Regions from separate parts of the Zea mays genome. Here region 1 is linked to region 2. Evidence: chromatin contacts called from public Hi-C data. All regions are on one chromosome and are shown on one strand. Each heading gives the region's core, a stretch centred on a gene start, on an enhancer-like site or on the middle of the called end of the contact. The rest is flanking DNA. Distances are from core to core; before and after follow the strand shown. Region 1 holds the start of LOC100382351 (DNA binding). Region 2 holds the start of LOC103637334.

Region 1 (6,415 bases), core at 489-2,988, 170 kb after region 2:
ATTAGTAATTCGTTTGAGACTATGGATTTATTTGTAGAAATTTCTAATATTTTAAGGGAGTAACATTATCTTCTATCTATTCTTAGTGTCCTTTCGTCGGTTCCAATTTCTTAAAAATTAGAAACAATATCAGGTTGACATGAATGTTTGTCTATAAAGGGGTGTCCTTATTTGCTTAGTATATGTTTATAAGTTAGCTTGCATCTGTTTATGCTCTTCAGTCTTCTCCTTACTCTGGACCGATGACTTGAAAATAAAAATTGGAGTTGATACATTTTGGAAATATTAAGTTACCAAAAAATGATAGGTGAAGACTACAAAAAATGTGATGATGCAGACATGTAGTAGTAAAGTGTATACAGTCTGCCAGTGGTTGCAAGGGAGGTGAAAAGGTGTAAACCTGATCCTGCTTTTCGATTAATCTCTTAGTTGCAAAGGTATAAAATATTCTTTTGTATGTGTAAAACCTATGGGTATTAGGAAAAAAATTATTGATATTATTTCTGTGGCAATGCTCAGGCCATGCAGTGTCCTAGAAAGCCTATTAATTCAATTTGCAGCAGTCTAAAAGCTAAATAAGTCTGTATTGGAGTCTCAATGTCAATTAACACATAAATAGAGGTAAAGCTACGTAGATCCATATAATTTGAGGCAGTATGGTGTGAGCGAAATATACCTATATTGTATTGGAGTCTGAATCTCAGTAATAGAAATATCTCCCATTCAGATCAGCACTCGCCATTCCAATGGGAGGTGCCTCGGTACACTGCCTTTGACTCAATTACCCTCTTTGCAAAAGAGGACAAACAGAATGATGTCGTGTGGATCTGAAAATATAGAAATAGAATAGAATCAGGAAACAGCTTGAGTTCTAATGCAAAGGAGTGAAATCAGCAAAAATACACACCTCCGAGTTGTAGAACTTAAGGGGTCCTTTTGATTTCGTAGAATGTTCATCCTCCTCGGTGTTGAAAACAGGGTGCTGGAAATCTGTTCATCCTCCTCCGAGAAGAAGAAATATACTGTAAACTGTATAGTGTAGAGGGCAGCTGTAGCCTCCAATGGAGCTGAGGGGGAAGGGGAGGGGGCCGCTGTAGTTAGCCTAAGCTGCTAAGGCCGATCAAGATCCGTTGCCCGTGGAGAAACTGAAGCTCACCTGAAGGGGCCTCTTGGAGTGTATCCATAGTGTTGATGGCGGAGCCCGTAGGAGCTCTGCACCTCGCCGTCGCCGCCCTTAACCTCCTCGCCGTCCCACTCCCACTACACCACCGTCGCGGGGTATCACTGTCCAGCCCACTGAAGACGAGCGCGGTGTGGGCATTGGCGGCGAGGTCACGGAGGCGGGCATCAGGCTAGCGCCGCGGCGGCGGTTGTGCGACGTGGTGGCCTTCAGCGTCGTAGTAGATGACCCCAGAGAAGTCCATCGACTGGCACTGCTCCCCCATCATGATCTCCTTCCTCCCATAGACTGTGACACCACCTCCGTCCTCGGCGCCGCCACCCATCGAGGTCGTCTCCGGTGGTGACCTTGCTGCTCCCTGTCCCATCGGGGGAGGGGAGGGGGCAGGTCGCGAATGGGTGATCACGTGAGGGGCGGCAGGGGATGGGGTTGTGAATGGGTGGGGATGGCGCGGCGGGGGAGCGGGGTTGCGGATGGGTGGGGATGGCGCGATGGTCGCGGCACCGAAGTCGCGGGGAACGGGGTCTTCAGGCGGGGGCAGTCATGGGAGTGGGTTTGCGGATGGGTGCTGGGTGGGGATGGCGCGGCGGTCGCGGCGCTGAAGCCAAGCGCCGCGAGGAACGGGGTCGTCGGGCAGGGGCACGTGGGGTGGACGACGCTTGGAATCCGAGGATGGGGTGGCGGAATCCGAGGATGGCTGGGCACGGCGTGTGGTGGCCTTCCATAGATGGAGCGGATGCGAGATCTCGGACACAGGGGAGGAGGAGGAGGAGGCGGCGGAATTGGCGAATGCGAACGCGCAGTGAGAGGGAGGCCGGGGGCACCGCGGCGGGGGCACGGTGCCTGTGGACGCCCTCGTTGTACCCTTAAGGTATAGTAGAGATAGCAGACTCGCGCTTATGCAGTTCAAGGGATGATCTCCATATCCCACAAACAAATTTCATAATCATCGTGCAGCGTTACCACAAACTTGCAAACTAATAAATTCTGATACAATAAGGGAGTAATCACGTTACTCGAATGATAAGCCGATAACCTCTAACGAGTACTTGATCATGCCAACTGCGCGCTCAGAGCACGCGAACTGTTTCTTTATTTTCCAATGTCTCTTTCAGGAACGACTGATGAAGAGGGGCGATTCGAGGAATCAGGGGCAGCATTCACATCGGCTTTTATATCTTCAGGGACAACCACGCCGGGTCTTCTCATCAAGATTCGTCCCGCCCGAATGGCTTTGTCCAGGGCCTTATCGCGTTGAGCTTTGAAAGTGACAGCAGCTTCTTCAGCAACTTTAACAGCCTGCTGAGCAGTTTCTAACTCCTGAGCAATGGATTTCTTAGAAGCTCGGAGTCCCTTGATGGTGGCATCCTTTGCCGATAGCAACTGTGTAAGGCGGGCCACTTCATCCGAGGATTCTTGCAGTTGACGGCGCTGGTTGTCAAGCTCCTCCATCGTAAAACGGTGGCTCCTCTCCAAGATGGTCAGCGAGTTGCTGGAATCTCGGTACAGTCTGTCCAAGTTGTCGCGAGAAGCAGCAAGGATGCGTTTTTCTTCCTACAAGCAAAAATCAACTCATTCAGAATCCAAGAGCATGATAAGGCGAAGCACAGGTTCGAAAGCTACCTTCTCAGAGTCAAGCTGAGCATGAAGAGAAGAACTCAGAGCGTTGGCATCATCCAAAGCCGCAGAGACCTGACTCAACTCGATCTGACTTTGAGAATACTTCTCCTCTGTAACACCCCGAGGTCCACAAACACCCCGGAATGATACTAAACAACACTTCTGACATCTATATATAAAATTTCGGCAGCATCCCCTTTGCAAAATTGCATAAATGAGGGAGCAACAGTGTATAAACATATATCATGACAAGAACATACTAAGTATTATTAATCGGCTAGCAAAGAGAAGTTAAACATACAACATGAACTAAATTAACTAGTGCGCACGACTAGTTAAAAAAACAAACTTCCTTTGACAATAAATTTCTAATTAAATCATGGCTGCGCCTGGGCAGCGCTATTGTGAGAGTGAAAGTGGACGTGCTGCTACTCCCCTCATTCCCAACATGTATCAAGTACCTGCATTGAGTAATGCAAGAGTGAGATGACACATCTCAGCAAGTAAAATAATATCAAATTGTTTAACCACATAAGAACATTGTTTTACCACCACTTGATTCCACAACCTTCTTATTACGAAGGTGCAGCACGTATACAACGTACAACACACCTAGTCACCACACCTCGCAGGTAGAAACCACAATAGTAACATAGTAATGTCACACTTCATATATACCTCATGAGTGCAAATGTCTGCAAATGCAAGGATGACTTCTGCCTTCATACCTCTAAGGATATGAAGCCGCATCGTACCCCTCCTCGGGCAACGTACGATGCTAAAAATGTACCGGTACAGTCGGACCATAAGATCACGACATAACTTCAGAATGCAAGATGGATGATGCAATGTGCATGACATGCCTACAACACTTCATATAACGTGATTCAAAAAAAATACTTCAACTCCATCCATGATGGGAATCAACCACATATATCATTACAAAATCATGATCATCCACAATATTAGACAATTGAGAATTAATACTTTCGAACAAATAAACTTCATCATAGAATTCAATGATTAACATATTTAAAACTTATGCATACTCAATGACAGGGAATAGGATGCAAACCAAACGGTAGCAACCACCACTGTATTTACTTGCCTTTACCGGAAGTTTGGGCAAATCCCTAAGTACGATCCGGAAGTCCACCACCTGTTTTTGACACACAACTTAGTGCACCAATTTCACATAACCAGGCTCATAAACGACGCCGCACCTACGCACAAACTCAAACCCCGCCGCGGGTTACATCTCTCCCCACACCCACCAAACTGCAGCGGCGCTGCTTAATAATTTCATAACTTCAAAATTATGACAGCATTGGTAACAAACAAAAACTCCAGAGGCATCTACATAAAATTCCCCACAAGTTTTGTATACAATTTATAATTAAATTCCAACATCTAATTAGCCCAAAACAGTTCACAAGATGAACCCTGTAATCTGTTTTTTTCTCTTTTGGACAGCGACATACCCGGATTCAAACCGCGATATCTTTTAAAATATAATTCCAATTCAAGCGCATAAGTACTCATTGGAAAGATAAGACAAAGCCATACATGATTATCATACTGGTTAGCACTAATTAACCACGAAAAATTCCCAGAAACTGCTAATACTACTGCTGTTCACCCACCTGAAAAATCTGTTTTTTTTTTTTTGACAGCAACATACCCGGATTCAAACAGCGATATCTTTTAAAATATAATTCCAAATCAAGCACATAAGTACTCATTGGAAAGATAAGACAAAGCCCTACATGATTATAATACTGGTTAATACTAATTACCCACGAAAAATTCCCAGAAACTGCTAATACTACTGCTGTTCATCCACCTGAAAAATCTGTTTTTTTTGGACAGCAACATACCCGGATTCAAACAACGATATCTCCTAAATTATAACTCCGAATCGAGCGCATAAGTACTCGTTGGAAAGGTATGACAAAGCTCTACATGATTATCCCACTGATTCCCACTAATTACCCCACGAAAAGTCCCAGAAATCCCTAGAACTACTGCTGTTCACCCACTCACAAAATTCCTGGACAGCACCTCTATCGATTCGCAAAGATAAACACATAATCCAATTGATTGCAGCACAAAAACAACAAAAGTTAATCACAAATTCACCTTAGGTTCTTCCCTTTCTCCTTCCTTCTTCCTCCCTCCAAACTCCAATTGAGATCGCAGCCACACGACGGAGAACCACACGGGAGGGCTGCACCTTGGAGGAGGGGGAGAAATGGGGGGGGCGGCTAGGGTTTTGGGTGGTGAGGGCTGCAAAGGTTTGAGGAGGAAGAAGATGGGAGAGGGGGGGCGTCCAAGAGAAAGGGGAGGGGAAGGGGCGGCTGCAACAACCCAAGGGGGAAAAAGGGGGGGCGGCTAGGGTTAGGGGAGGGTTAGTGGGCCGGATTGCGATTCGCGGCCCAACTCGCTTGCACGACAGCTCCCGACCAACCACTCTACTGCTATACTGGTGAATGTTTTCCATAAATTCTAAATCCCCAAAGCGCGACACCCGAATAAGAGAAAAAACAAACAAAAAGAATAACCTTCAACTTCTCTTCTTTGCAAACCGGGTATCACACTCTACCCCCCTTAAAAAGAATTCGACCTCGAATTCCGACGCTTCTATCGGAACGACAAGGAAAGATCAGCGACAACAAAAACTCACCCCATAACGAAAAGTTCGGGGTACTTCTGCCGCATCAGCTCCTCGAGCTTCAAGGATTCTAGGATACGCAGCAGACGACACTCTAGATTCAGGTCTTGCTACATGGGAATCGACTCTAGCTCGATTATTGATATGGATTCCGCAAATACTTTCTCAACATAGAGACATGGAATACATGGCGTACTCTGATCATAGATTCCGACAATTGCATGCTAAGCCCAGCTGCCAACTCGGCTAAGATAGTAGACGGTCCTATATACCTCGGATAAAGCTTTCCTGACACCAAATCAATCATTGACATATGCAAGTACTTCAAGGAACGTATATATGAATGCACTGCATATAGTGTTCCTATAGCCTAAACCAAACTTAGCCAAACAAGAGCAACTTCAAGAGAGCAACTTAATGCTTGCATATTTCTGGATAGCAGCACAGCGGTTAATTGTTTTGTTCATAACTCATAAAATAAGCATCCAAAAATAATAAACTAGGACTTTATGGAAAGCTTATAAAGTCCACTATACCCTTGGTATTATCTTCATAGCAAGATTTGACACTTATAAAGGTCAAACAATGCTAAACGTAAATTCTATCCATACTTGGACAGAATTCAACTACTCACTTCAAAAATCCATAATTGGAGTCTCAGTCATCCAATTCAGGTGCTCCCAGACTTTTTAGAAAGCTAGTAGAATTGTCTATAATTCGTTTATAAACATATCAGGTTAATTCAATGCATTTCAAGGTCAAAAGACATGAGAAAGGCTCTGCTGTCCAAATTTAGACAGATTCAGAGATCACACTTAAAACAGTTGTAACTTTACTTATAGATCTCCAAAAAGGGTGATCCAAAATTTGTTGAAAAGATTAAGAAAGGTACTACAACTTCTTTATAATTTATAATAAGTTATTCGAAGTTTAAATTGGGCAAA
Region 2 (7,078 bases), core at 2,669-5,168:
TGGTTAAAGGAAAAACAATGTCCTATTCTAAGTGTCTCTGAACTCTCACCAACACTTAGTACTAGCCCATCCTTAACCATATCTTCCATCATTTTAAAAATCGATATAGAATTCATACTCAGGGGCATGAAAATCATACATTAACCAAACAATCTCTTTTAATGTGACCTAACTTCAATTTACCTCTTTGAAAAACATGTTAGTCATAATAATCTTATGTTTCCATCAATAACTTAAACCATTGAGGGCCTAGATGCTTTCACTTAGTATTTTTTTCAAAATTATTTTGTGAAGGGTTTCAAATTTATTTTGAACCCACTCGTGTCTAATGTCAACGCAATTAGGACTTCTCAAGTGGCACTAGATAGCCAACATGCAAACAAATTTGCTCCTTTGATAGTACGACTATGTATCGTAAACCTCACCAGATTAAACTTCTCTGTAATACCTCATTTTCGGCAAAATGAAAAACCCTGTGTTTTATACCTTTGTCTTGTGCATTTTAAGTTTCCTTCAAATTAATGCCCACAAGGAAACATTGTTCAACATATTTACTAAGCCACTTGATATTATCATCAATTTCTTGAGTTTTTCTTTGTAAGTGATATGGATCACACAAAGCATCACATTGCATTTATGCCCATCCCCTTGCCTTACTTGATCTTCTTCGTTGCCTTGGGCCATCAGTGCTAAACTCGCTACTTCCACTTCACCGCCTCGGTAGTCCATCATATCGTAAGGCTCTAACTTGCCCTTTCACTCTCTCACATGGATATGGTTCTTCATAGCCATGTCTCACTCTAGTCTTTACCTTCTTGCCATGTTTGATTGAACTTTCTAACATGCCATCAACCATATTCATGACGATACTCAACTCTTCTTATGAACAAGCCTACCTTTAGTAACATGCTCAATAGAAAGGTTAGTCTACAAGCATTGTACTTAATTACCAAACCCTAAACAAGAGCCTAGATGTTTCACCTCTGTATCTATACATCACCATGTTGATCTTGAAGTGCCCTTTCAGATGGAGTCTCTATTTTCACGGTCTCATCTCCTACTCTGTAGATCTAAACTCAAAATTCTAACTTTGGTAAGCATTTTCAGCCACCTTAAACATCTCCTATGAAAACCAACACCACTAGATTCGTCTCATTGTTCTATATGTCGTGGAGCCATTCTTTTATCAAATCTATTATGATTAGACCTAATCATGTGCCACCCTACCCGACCAACCCGAACCTACTCGTCCGAAAAAACTCGACCCGATCCGACCAATACAATGGGTGGATACATGCTATAGTTTTTGACCCGCAACAATCCACGGGTCAGACACATGCCATGATTTTGACCCAAAACCTAACCCAACCCGAAAAAATCTAACCCAAAGCCAAAAAACCTGATCAATCCCAACAGAGAAGCACGAGCCAACTCGATCTGACTTGGCACTAGACACGGGTCGGGTACTGGCAGTGCCAAACGGCCCACGACCGACTTTGATCCGACTTGACCCGATATTTGAACATGTCTAATCATTATATGACTAGCTTGTTCGCATGTTCCCTACCCTTTCGCTCTTGTTCGATAGTGAGTTTTCAAAGAATATCTTGCTTAACCATCAAGGCATGCGATTAAAATTAAATAAAAATATAATTTGAAGTTCTAATTGTATATTCATAACATAACATGTATCATGTTACATTATCAATGTCTTCTTCGAAGGACATAACGAAAATGGTATGTGCAGGATCATTGAAGCATTCGCACATGCGACTTGTCAGATTTCCATTTGCAAAGCTCATAACAACCGAATGGATGCGATTGCTTTGTCGTCCATCATCGTCATCGTAGGTCTACGCACACGTCGAGAGCACGTGGTCGAGCAGATGGTAGTTTGGACAGGCTTGAAATACTGGACTTTATGCTATATTAATAGAGTGTTTAGGATGACTCCAGTTTTTAGCTCGGTTGTGGAGCGTAGTTTATAATATCAATTTAAATAGTTTTTAAAAATATATTTAATTTAAATAATAAATAAAATGACTTATGTTAATGTCTTCTAAAGGCTTACAGCTTCAGCTCCATGATTTTCTGAAGCACCTAATGACTTATTATACCAACTCACTAAATTTACTAGAGCTGGAGCTGTTCCAAATAGGGCCTAAATCACTAGTTTTTTTGATTCGTTTTCCACCGATGTTGTGTTCTCCTACATTTCTACATTTAAATAGTAAAAATACTAAAATTATGCATAAATAGAAATTCAAGTCATGTTTGTTGACTCTAAACCCACATTCACACTCATCTAACTAACAACCAATATAATACAAATTTAGTTTTGTTTTATATTTTATACTTAAGAATAAATAGAAATTATAACTACGTGTTGAACACTTTGCTAGTATTTTCTAAAATCATTCTTTCCTAGCTCAACATAGAGCACGATTCTACGTACAAAGATAAAAAGTCCAGTTTTCCTAGCTCAATATAGATACATTTTTACTAATATTTAAATAATAAATATATATTTTAAATGTATATTTATTTTATAAAAATATTGTAATATTAATATTTTTACGATTCTTTTATAAAGTACATTTGATCTTCCTATAGTATCATGAAAGTTCAATTTATCATTTTTGGGCTCATAGTTGATGTAGTGCTACATAGAATGGCTAATGTAGCGTCGCAGTTGTTGAGTAAGGGGGTATTTGGTTACCTGACCAAAGTTCAGTACACGTCATACCAATTACGAGTATTTCTAATTACAAAACTAATTATATAGTTAATTTATTAAACCTAATTAACACATAATTAACGAATGTTTTTGTTGTAGCATTGTATGAGTCAATCATGAATTTGTTAAGTTTAATAGACTCGTCTTATCGTTTAGTCCTTACTTTTATAATTGATTTTGTAATTAGATTATAATTAATATTTGTAACTAATGTTCAAATATCTAATATGATGGGATAAAATTTTATAGTGTATTAGGTTGTGGGACAGCTGGAACAGTTAGGGACAGCTATGTCCCTTGTCGTCCTCTCTCGTCTATTCAATTTTGACGGACAACCGGGAACAGACTGAGATGGTCGTGTTCCAAATCCTGATCCTCAACCAAATAGCCTTATCTAAAAGATCATCCTATCTCGTCCCGTCTTGTCATTACAACCAAACACAAGTCTTTATCTAAATGAGCGTAAGACGCTAAATCGCTAAATCAGACATCATACGGTTTTATAACTGAGGAGGTAAATTGGAGTCGCAGAGCCGAAGAAGGTCACGTAGACTTTTTCCACCGTGATCAGAGATGAAAACGAATAGGAAAAATCCTGGTTCATCTGGTACCGTGTTCCATTTTTATTCGGATAATTTTCATCGGGAAAAACAGAAACGTGATGGAAACAGGATGGCATATTGCGGGAACGGGAACGAAACCGATTCAGTGTTTTTCCGACAGTATTTCCGAAATCCACTTTTTACTGGGATATTCCCGTGTTCCCCATTTTCAGAATCCCGTTTTAGGTAGCAAAAAAATAAAAATACAAAAAAATACTAGCTTAGTCGTAACCTCTATGGCATGCTTGCGTAATATTTGATGCTATTATATTAACATGTTACAACTGTACATGATATTCCGTCTTATCTTATGTATCCACAAGTTTAGGGTCGATTATTGAAGAATGTTGATGAACAAAGTTTAGATTTAGAGTTTTTGTTGCATATCCATTCGTTTTAATCTGTTTTGTGTAACTGTATATCCTGTAACCGTTTTCGTTTTCGGCTAAACTGTCCTCGCTCCCGTTTTCGATAAAAAAATATGGTAACGAAAACGTGAGAGATTTTCTATACCGTTTCTGTCTGTTTTCATTCTAACCGTGACGTACTGATACTGTCTTTGAAAATGGGCTTTGGGTCCTCTCGGAGCCCATTTGCTCCATCGTGAGCACCCAAAACGGCCCAACGCACACCCCTGTGCCCCCAATCCCTTCTTCCTCCTTCCCGGGACCCTGCCCCCTCCGCTCCTTCCACCTCTTCTCCCCACCTGCACACTGAGAACCACCGCCTCCAGGAGGCAGCCGTCGCCGCTACCCGGGCTCGCAGAGCCATCTCCTACAAGCCGTTTCTCGGTTCCTAAGGCTCTTCCTGATCTCTTGGACAAGAAAAAGGAGGTTTATTGACTTTAGTTGGGGGAGGAGCGAGAGGAGAGGCGATGGTGGTGGTGGTGGTGGTGGTGGTGGTGAGATAGGGGTTGCATACATACAGGGTGATGGGGAGCTGCGCGGGAGAGGAGTGGCCCGGCGGCGTGACGGGGCCGGACGCCGAGGTCGGAGCGCTCGTCTGGGTGCGCCGCCGTAACGGATCCTGGTGGCCTGGCCGGATCCTCGGCATGGGCGAGCTTCCCGAGAACATCGTCATCCCGCCGCGCTCTGCCGGCACACCTATCAAGCTCCTCGGCCGCCCAGACGGCAGCATGTCCGTACAAACCCTCGCTCTACCCCTGTTGCTCTCTGTAATCAATTTGTTATGCTCCTTGTTCATGCGTTGATTCTTCTGGCTTCTGATGATCTGTTGCCGCTACTTTTTCTCCTTGGTCTAATGGTCATTGCATAACTCTCTCATGTTGTGTTCACTCTCAAGTCAAGCAAGGAACCGTTTTTTGGGTGAAACTTTTGATTTAGGTACAATGAGAAATTGAGAAATTCAAAAAGGAGGGTACTATGTATGCTGGATTGATCTTAGGGCCTCGGAAGTGTATAGCTAACTCAATCTAATTATTATCACTGAAATATATATGTTTTTTTTGGATGTTTGCATCCATATCTAAATAGGGGTGCTTACCCTTACCTCTAGATGTTGTTCTTGTTACACATGGTGGCAGCATCAATTGAACGTATCTCTCAGCCCCCTGTTGCCTGAACCTAGAGAGTAATATAGGTATCATAAGTAACCCTTAGGTGATAAGGAGAAGCTTACGTTTCTATGCATGTTTTTTTTGTTGGGGGGGGGGGGGGGGGGGGGGGGGCGGCAAACAAATTCATGCATTTCTTAAAGCTAAGACATAGATTAAAATTGCATGCACAGAGACTTGTCTATTTTTTTGGTGTATGTTTGATCTAGGAACATACTCTCCAAGTCTTTCTGTAGTTTAGAAATTGTGCTAATACTAAGAAAATATTACCCTATATGAAGTTGGATTTGAAATTTTTATTCATTCTGGTGAGCTGATCATTTGAAGTTGTATGCATGTTTTAGGCTTCAGTATTCGCTTTTAACTTCCCAAACAAGTGCATAGATTAATGTTTATCACACTTCCGTTGCATTTTCAGATATTTTCTGTCTGTAGCACTGAACATCATCAGTCTATCTTACTTGCTGTGTTGGACTTTGCCACAGTGACTGGTATAATCTTGAGAAATCTAAACGTGTGAAGTCATTTCGTTGTGGAGAATATGATGAATGTATAGAAAAAGCCAAGGCTCTAGTTCGCCGGCAAAAGAAGACACATACTGAAGGGAGATATGTTCGCAGAGAGGATGCCATTATGCATGCCCTTGAAATCGAAAGGTCTCATTTTCCAAATAACTGTGATGATCTTGAAGAGGACGCGGACAATGATATATGTGCATCCCAGAATATATGTTCTGCAAAGTCTATAAATATAAATGGGCTCAGCAAAAAATCTCGTGGTGCAAGGAGTTTGTATGATATAGAAATAAATTCAGCTCAAGAGTTGTCTCAAACATTGACACTGTATAAACAGCCACAAAATTTATCCTCTTCAAGCACTAGGTATGCATCGTCAAAAAGGAAGAAGTGGAAGGGACATAAAGATCATGAGGATGATTCAGTTCATGGATTCCAGCGTATGAGAGATCTTAGGGAGATTGGAACAAAAAATGTTTTCAAGCAGAAGTCTGGTTCAGGAATTGTTTCAGATGTACCTCTTCTTGAAAGTGGATCAAGCTTTGGCTATGATTTGTCCAGTGCCGATGGGATAAAATTGGGTGAGCAGTCCCAGTCATCCATAAAAAAGAAACGGTCCAATATTGGGCAATCCTATGATAGTTTGAGTAAGAAAGATAAGCATCACCCTCTATCACTGTTATGTGAAGATTCAGAAGTGTCTGGAACTTATTATCATTGGGACCCTTCAGGCCAGTCTTGTAGTCAATACCCAGGAGGCCAGATACCCAATTTGGTTGAATCAAGTAGGAGGGCAAAAACTATTTTTCCAACTGATGTAAATAACTGTTCCTACAGCTCAGGCACTTCAAGTTTGGATACATTATTAGATACATCACACATCAATCATAAACGTTCTCTAAATGCTGTTACTCCCAAGAATGCTGACCCATGCACAGCTAGATTTCTCAATGATGACTGCCCTGATTGTGATGGATTTCTTGATGCTGTTACTTTGGAGGAGGATGTTCTAGAGGAAGGTAAAAGTCAGTGTCATTCTTATTTTCCTTTTTTGTTTTTCGAAAACTTTTTTTTTCCTTTTTTGTTGCACTGTATTTGTTTTTTGGGGGGTGAAACTTAAAGCAAACCTTATCTACTGTCTCCAATTAGATAGGTCAATTACATGAATGTACACAGGAATAGTATTTGTGATTGTAACTGTAACAATAGATAAGGTTTATTTAGGCCCTGTTTGGAAGCAACCCAGTTTTTAAGAAACCAGTTTTTTATCTTTTAGCTAAGAGAGGCCAGCTTCTTGGTTTTTAAGAAACCGAGAATCTAATTTCTATAAACTGAGTCATAAACTGGTATGTTTGGAACCACCTCAATTTCTATAAACCAGTTTCTTAAAAACAGGGTGCTTCCAAACAGGGCCTTAAGCGTTGAAGTCTTGTGTTCACCTGTGTTGAAGTTAGAGATGTCAATGGGGAATTCCCCAGCGGGGATTAACTCCCCAGACCCGTACCCATGAATATAGACCCGCCCCCATCCCCGAACCCGAACCCGACCTCGGGTATGAAAATCCTCCCATACCCATCCCCGACCGGGTACTAAATACCCATGGGTATCCATACCCGACCCGATTATTCATCAGTTCTCACCTTCCTTGCTC

Evidence for each region. A called contact is a pair of places that touch in the nucleus more often than the background predicts.
Region 1: a Hi-C map of tassel shows a contact between it and region 2, with 3 times the contacts expected there. The contact joins the promoter of LOC100382351 here to the promoter of LOC103637334 in region 2. A contact is called at or near these places in 2 of 25 Hi-C or Micro-C datasets (ear and tassel).

The regions. Positions count from the first base shown.
Region 1 is chr8:141,069,246-141,075,660 of Zm-B73-REFERENCE-NAM-5.0, forward strand. It overlaps LOC100382351 (DNA binding), which reads right to left and starts at 1,739. Exons shown (of 5, transcript NM_001175097.1): 1 at 1,157-1,739; 2 at 908-1,067; 3 at 677-827.
Region 2 is chr8:140,900,165-140,907,242 of Zm-B73-REFERENCE-NAM-5.0, forward strand. LOC103637334 reads left to right here and starts at 3,919. Exons shown (of 3, transcript XM_008659553.4): 1 at 3,919-4,476; 2 at 5,398-6,446. The coding sequence starts at 4,271.